Regions from separate parts of the Zea mays genome. Here region 1 is linked to region 2. Evidence: chromatin contacts called from public Hi-C data. All regions are on one chromosome and are shown on one strand. Each heading gives the region's core, a stretch centred on a gene start, on an enhancer-like site or on the middle of the called end of the contact. The rest is flanking DNA. Distances are from core to core; before and after follow the strand shown.

Region 1 (3,474 bases), core at 55-2,554, 230 kb before region 2:
CCATGTGGCCTTGGTGGAATCTTGGGGCCAGATGCGTTACCATCCTCTGCGACCTTCTCCATAGCCGAACCTGAATTCCCTCTCCCATAGATAGGAGTAATGTTCCCTTCAGTAACCTCTCCTTTGCAGACAGGGCATTCCTTATGGCTGGAGTGGACATGCAACCACTGATATAAACAAGGCCAGCAGAAGAGGTGGCCACAGGAGGTAACCACTGGTTCATCAGCCATTTCAAAACAGATATTACACTCGAACATTGCGGTACTCTTACCATGCTCTGTTCCATCGTCCTCTGAGACACCCACAACTGCACCCTCAGCAGCCACCTTGTTCTCCTCCACAGTATCATGGACAGGTTCTTCGGGTTCAGGTGGTTGCACTGCAGCATCATTCTCCAGACTAGGGGCCTCTGAGCTTAGAGGTGGAAGGTCGGAGCGGAACCGTCTTGGCCGGAAGTACCTAGATCCGCCCAAGGACATCAAGCGGCGGTAGCGCTCGGCACGATCCGGGCGGAATGAAGAAGATGCGGTCGACGACGAAGGCCGGTCTAAACGCTCGACCAGACCGAGTTGCGCGTCGGAAAAACCAAACTCAAGCTCATCAGCGAGCACAGGTAAAGCCCCTGGAACCGGCAGTGGTGGCGGAGGCACATAGGGGGGATGCGCCTCGGGCGCGAACGGGCTGTAGGGCTCGTGCACCGGGGTCGGCGGGCGCACCAGTTCGGCGCGGGACGGCGAGTAGGGCGGGTGGAGTGGATCCGTCTCCAGCGGCGGCGCGTCCGCGGAGGCGGCCGAGGACGAGGGAGACGACGAAGACAGCATCGGAGTGCCCAGCGCGAGGTCGGAGCCGAGATCGGGGCGTGGGGCGCGCGGGGCCCGGGGGAGACCGAGGTAGAGGTTCAGATCCATCCGTCTGCTGCTCCGCGCCGCGTCATCGGCGGCCATCCGGCGGGCGAGACGCCCGCCTTAATTGTAGCGCGCTATCACACCTCTTCCTCCGCCGGCGCGGTCGCGAAGCTCACGCCTTCCTAGCTCCGCCCCACCATGGCAGGCCCCGGCGCGGGGCCCGCGCGAACAGGCTAAAGAAACCGCTGGAGTTCGGCGCATAGGGGGCACCGCTCCTCGAGGCGGCCGCAGTCGGCAGCTATGGCTTCAGATTCGGTGGAGTTGGTGGCTGCGAGGGCGGCGACGCGGCGGCGGCGGTGAGGGTGAGGAATTGGGAATGCTGTCACACGGAGAGAGAGGGAGAAAGAGAAAGAGAGAGGGGTGGGACGGATATAACTTCTAGTATCAAGAAAGACTTTGGAATAATATGATTTTAAAATGTCATGATATAACTACAGTATTTTTATATTACTTTTAGCACTATATATTTGAAGACAGAGAATCTTAAACCATAGTATTTAGTATATATATGCAAAGTCCAGTCATAGATAAAAAAACTTTGGGTTGGAGTGAAGTTTTTGAAAGGGAATTAGGCTTACACCTATTTTTTAATTGATTTTGGTGGTTGAATTGCCCAACACAAATAATTGGACTAACTAGTTTGTTCTAGTCTATAAGTTCTACAGGTGCCAAAGGTTCACAATAAGCCAATAAAAAGACCAAGAAAAGGGTTCAAGCAAGAGAGCAAAAGACAACCCGGAAGGCACCCTGGTCTGGCGTACCGGACTGTCCGGTGTGCCACCGGACAGTGTCTGGTGCACCAGGGAACTCGACGCCCAACTCTTCACCTTCGGGAATTTTCAGAGGAGCTCCGCTATAATTCACCGGACTGTCCGGTGCACCATCGGACAGTGTCCGGTGCCCCAAGAGAGAGCAACTCTGAACTCGCCAGCTTCGGGAATCCGCTCCGCTATAATTCACCGCAGTGTCCGGTGCACACCGGACTGTCCGGTGTGACAGCGGAGCAACGGCTACTTCGCGTGCAACGGTCGACTGCAACACATTAAATGCGCTCCTGCGCGCGCAGAGGAGCAGAGCACGCGCGGGTGGCACACCAGACAGCCTACAGGGCCTGTCCGGTGCACCACCGGACAGCCAGGCAGGCCCACAAGTCAGAGCTCCAACGGTCGGAACCCAACGGCCAGGTGACGTGGCTGGCGCACTGGACAGTGTTCGGTGGCGCACCGGACTGTCCGGTGCGCCCGTCGACAGCTGCTTCCACCAACGGTCAAATTTGATGGTTGAGGCTATAAATACCCCAACCACCCACACATTCAAGTCATCCAAGTATTCCACCTTCCAACTACTTACAAGAGCTCTAGCATTCAATACAAGACACACCAAAAAGATCAAATCCTCTCCCAACTCCACACAAAGCTTTAGTTATTAGAGAGAGTGATTCGTTGTATTCTTTTTGAGCTCTTGCGCTTGGATCGCTTCTTTTCTTTCTTATTCTTCTTGCGATCAAACTCATTTGTAATCGAGGCAAGAGACACCAATTGTGTGGTGGTCCTTGCGGGAACTTTGTGTTTCGATTGATTGAGAAGAGAAGCTCACTCGGTCTAGGTGACCGTTTGAGAGAGGGAAAGGGTTGAAAGAGACTCGGTCTTTGTGACCACCTCAACGGGGAGTAGGTTTGCAAGAACCGAACCTCGGTAAAACAAATCATCGTGTCTCACTCTTTATTTGCTCACGTTTTGTTTTGCGCCCTCTCTCTCAGACTCATTTATATTTCTAACGCTAACCCGGCTTGTAGTTGTGCTTAAGTTGTTAAAATTCAGATTCGCCATATTCACCCCCCCCCTCTAGGCGACTTTCAGTTTTCAATACTCCAAAAAATACTATGGTATCACAAAACCATGGTATTCAAAACAAAAAAAAATTACAATGCAATCAAACACCTATTGGCAAAAAAAACTATGGTATTCTCCAATATCATAGTTTTGGCTCAAAACTCTAAAAATACGTTGTTTCCATGTTTGAGATTATAATCTGTTCAGGTTATATAATCCAACAACTTTTAAACTAACGCTTAGTTCAAAAGTTGTTGGATTATATAATATGGATAGATTATAATTCCAAACAAACACCCCCTAAATTGCACTCTGGATCCTTAACCTTGTCTAGTTGTGTGAACTCAATTCGTAGGGCATGTTTAGTTCGTTGCCACGTCTAAAGTGAGATAGGTTTAACCGAGTTAAGCGTGCATTTGGTTTGTAGTCACAGTTGTGGCAAAAATTTTCTCTTTCTATGTAGGTCTCGCTCGTCAATGACTCATAAAGTGTGGCAAAATTCCCTTAGACATGCCTAAGGTGTGGCGCAGAATTTAAGCGCTTAACCTTAGACAAGTGTGGAAAAAAAATATGTGGTATTTTTTGGCACTTAGGCATGCAACCAAACATGCCCATAAACTTTTAAAGTATGTCTTCTAAGGGTCTAATTTCTGTTTAGGTCTCTATTACGTCCTAATGGGTTGTTGTGGCCCACATGTCAGTCGTCGAAGAAGGAAAGAGAATGGTGGACATGGTCT
Region 2 (3,536 bases), core at 564-3,063:
TGCGATTATCGTCTTCTTGAGTGCTCATATTCACTTGGAATATTACTCCTAGTTTAATACTCATTTCAATAGAGCAATCAAGTAAAGAGTTCTCTTCTCTCTTCTCTTCTCATCCAAACTTGGTTTTAGTTTTCGCTAACACATTTATTAGACCAAGTATGTGTTGTTTGGAGCAAGTTTTGCAGGATCACCTATTCACCCCCTCTAGGTGCTCTCAGGTAAAGCGAGAATGTTTACACTTTGGAACCTTTATAATTAGGGATGGTTCACAAGTCAGGTTTTGGGAAGATAAATGGTTAGGGAATTCAACTTTGAGGGAGTAGTATCCTTGCCTGTATAATATAGTCAGACTTAAATAAATTACTGTTGCAGAAGCCCTTAATACGTCTCCCCCAAATCTCTCATGGAACAGATTAATTACATGCATTGCTAACATTGTAATGACCAATGGGCGAGATGAATTTCGGTGGAACTTAAACCTAGATGGATTTTTTTTGTAAAATCTCATTATTTCGGTGGAACTTAAAACCTAGGTGGCTACCAAGGAGCGACAACTACTTGTTGGTCGTTATGGCTATGCAGAAATGGTACATTTTTTTATTAAAAAAACTTACATCTTCTCCTTTGCAGGTTATCTTCTCGGTTATTCATTGGCTCCGTACGTGACAATTTTACAAAAGCCAACTTTACAGGAATTAGATCTTGTGGCATCACACAGATTGGAGGAGGTGGTTAAGGAGATTTTTACTCAGACACATGGGTGGCGGTCTAGTCTACAGATTGATAGTCATTAGTGTGTTTGGTACAAGTTTATCTGTGTTTATAGGTTGTGTGCATCTCGCTATGCAGAGGTCGGGAGTTTTTTTCAAGATGTTGTATCAACTCGATGTAATGACCTTGAAAATTAATAAAGCTTATTTTTATGGAAAAATGTGGGTATGTATGAGCAAAAAAATTGACAAATCTTGTAGAATATACTCGTCACTTTGTTTATATCAAAATTCAGAAGGAACTCTCTTTCTTATACAGCTAGCATATAGACCATGCTAACGCTACGATCACAAAGAGGGGGAGGTCGACGGCGGCGCAAAGAGAGGGCAGGGGTTGGCGGCGGCTGAGATGAAGTGAGGGCGGAGGGCGACGGAGACGCGGGGAGGGGGAGAGGGAGGCTGGGGCGACAGGGTCGCTGGGAGGGAGATGGGAAGGAATGAGAGATGATTCAAATAATATTATCTATTGTATTTGAGCGAATAAAGAAGGGGGTTATCCAGCGATATGAACTGTTGGTTTTATTGGTGTGTAAAGTCTGGGTGTAGTTTGTTTGGTGGATTTAGTGGAGGCTATGTGTGTGGGGTGATTTGGTTAGGTAAGTTTTGCAAAATTTAAACTGGTGGATTGTATATTGATATAGATAGTAGTTATAAATATAGATAAAAACAAAACAAAGATAAAATGTCTGTCAATTATAAACTCAATAAAACAAAAGCAGTACTGATATGAGACGTCTTGCCGACTTTGATCCGCACAAGTATTCCGTTGCGCGCGGCGCATTTTGCGTTACCAGGACAGGACTCCTTAGTTGCGCAAGCCAAAATTTTCGTACACTTTTCGTTGTCGCGCGATCAATCTTGCCGGGACAGGCCATGAGATAGAGACCGGTTTCAACAAACTCGCCCATGACGCGGGGGAAACAGAGGCGTGCGGATGCCGATCACCTGTTTTGTTGTGCCTAGGTCAGGCGGACTCCAAAGTTCGTCCCACGACCATCCGGCGGCCATATACCGTGCCCCTCCCGCGCACGCACTATATATACACGGCCAACCTAGCTAGACTGCACGAATAAGCAATGGCGCGCATCATGGCAGCCATCGCGATCTTGCTCGCCGCCTTCTTCGTCCTCGCTCCGGATCTGGCCACCGCAGCGGCAGCGGCAGCGGCAGCGCCGCAGAGCGCCGTCCCGGCCGTGTTCGCGTTCGGGGACTCCACGCTGGACCCGGGCAACAACAACGGCCTGGCCACGCTGGTGCGCGCCGACCACGCGCCCTACGGCCGCGGCTTCCCGGGCGGCGCGGCCACGGGCCGCTTCTCGGACGGCAAGCTCATCACCGACTACATCGTCGAGTCGCTCGGCATCAAGGACCTCCTGCCGGCGTACCGCGGCAGCGGCCTCACCGTGGCGGAGGCGTCCACGGGGGTCAGCTTCGCGTCGGGCGGGTCCGGCCTCGACGACCTGACCGCGCAGACCGCCATGGTGTCCACGTTCGGCTCGCAGATCACCGACTTCCAGGCCCTGCTCGGCAGGATCGGCATGCCCAAGGCCGCCGGGATCGCCAACAGGTCGCTCTACGTGGTCTCCGCCGGCACCAACGACGTCACCATGAACTACTTCGTCCTGCCGGTCCGGACCATCAGCTTCCCCACCGTCGACCAGTACAGTGCCTACCTCATCGGCAGGCTCCAGGGATACATCCAGGTACGTCGTTTGGATCAATCTAGCTAGCGCTGATGGTCACTTTGGTCGCTAATGATGGACAAAAAAAATAAAAAACAGAGCTTGTACAAGCTGGGAGCCCGGAACTTCATGGTGTCCGGCCTGCCGCCGGTGGGGTGCCTGCCGATCACGAAGAGCCTCCACAGTCTCGGGTCGGGAGGTTGCGTCGCCGACCAGAACGCGGCCGCGGAGCGGTACAACGCGGCGCTGCGGCAGATGCTGACCAGGCTGGAGGCCGCGTCCCCCGGCGCCGCGCTCGCGTACGTCGACGTGTACACCCCGTTGATGGACATGGTCGCGCAGCCCCAGAAATACGGTGAGCGCGCGGCAACCAGGGTTTACAATATCGAGCACCTGCTCTGCTGATTATTTTTTTTTAATTTGCTGCGCGCGCTGCAGGTTTCACCGAGACGAGCCGAGGCTGCTGCGGGAACGGTCTGCCGGCGATGGGGGCGCTCTGCACCAGCGCGCTGCCGCAGTGCCGGTCGCCGGCGCAGTTCATGTTCTTCGACTCGGTGCACCCGACGCAGGCCACCTACAAGGCTCTCGCCGACCACATCGTCCAGTCACAAAAACCTAAGACTTAGATTAGATTAGATTAGGAACGGCATTGCACATGAAGCTGGCTAGCTCGGTGCTTTTTGTAGATCCATTTATTAGCAGGCATGCAGAGATCGAGATGTTTACATAGCGAAGTTTTTAATATACAGAGAGTCGTTTATTTTGAAAGTTCCGTGTCGACGAAATAAGTGAGGGCTTTACTCGCCTTGATTTGTTACCTTACCCCTGCCGATTAATCTCGACTTGAAATAGGTGACCATACTCGTAGGTTGAAACATGGATTCGGATCACATATTAATATAAATATGATAGTATATCTGTTGATGAAGACGATAAGCTAGTACCCAACAAGATGTAACCTCCAATGCAAACGACCTGCAGTTTGCAGGCTAGAACCAACTATACAAGCAAGGTTGTTTCTATGCCATATCATAAATTTGTTTGCATGGGTTCTTTACTAAACTGAGCAGTGGATCCTAGTCAT

Evidence for each region. A called contact is a pair of places that touch in the nucleus more often than the background predicts.
Region 1: a Hi-C map of leaf shows a contact between it and region 2, with 2.9 times the contacts expected there. The contact joins the promoter of LOC103635788 here to the promoter of LOC100284537 in region 2. A contact is called at or near these places in 4 of 25 Hi-C or Micro-C datasets (bundle sheath, ear, leaf and 1 more).

Annotation. Positions count from the first base shown.
Region 1 is chr8:120,901,901-120,905,374 of Zm-B73-REFERENCE-NAM-5.0, reverse strand. LOC103635788 (Putative RING zinc finger domain superfamily protein) reads right to left here and starts at 1,304. Exons shown (of 1, transcript XM_008658163.4): 1 at 1-1,304. The coding sequence starts at 944.
Region 2 is chr8:120,669,241-120,672,776 of Zm-B73-REFERENCE-NAM-5.0, reverse strand. It overlaps LOC100284537, which reads left to right and starts at 1,813. Exons shown (of 3, transcript NM_001372002.1): 1 at 1,813-2,473; 2 at 2,552-2,807; 3 at 2,891-3,217. The coding sequence starts at 1,847. The coding sequence ends at 3,078.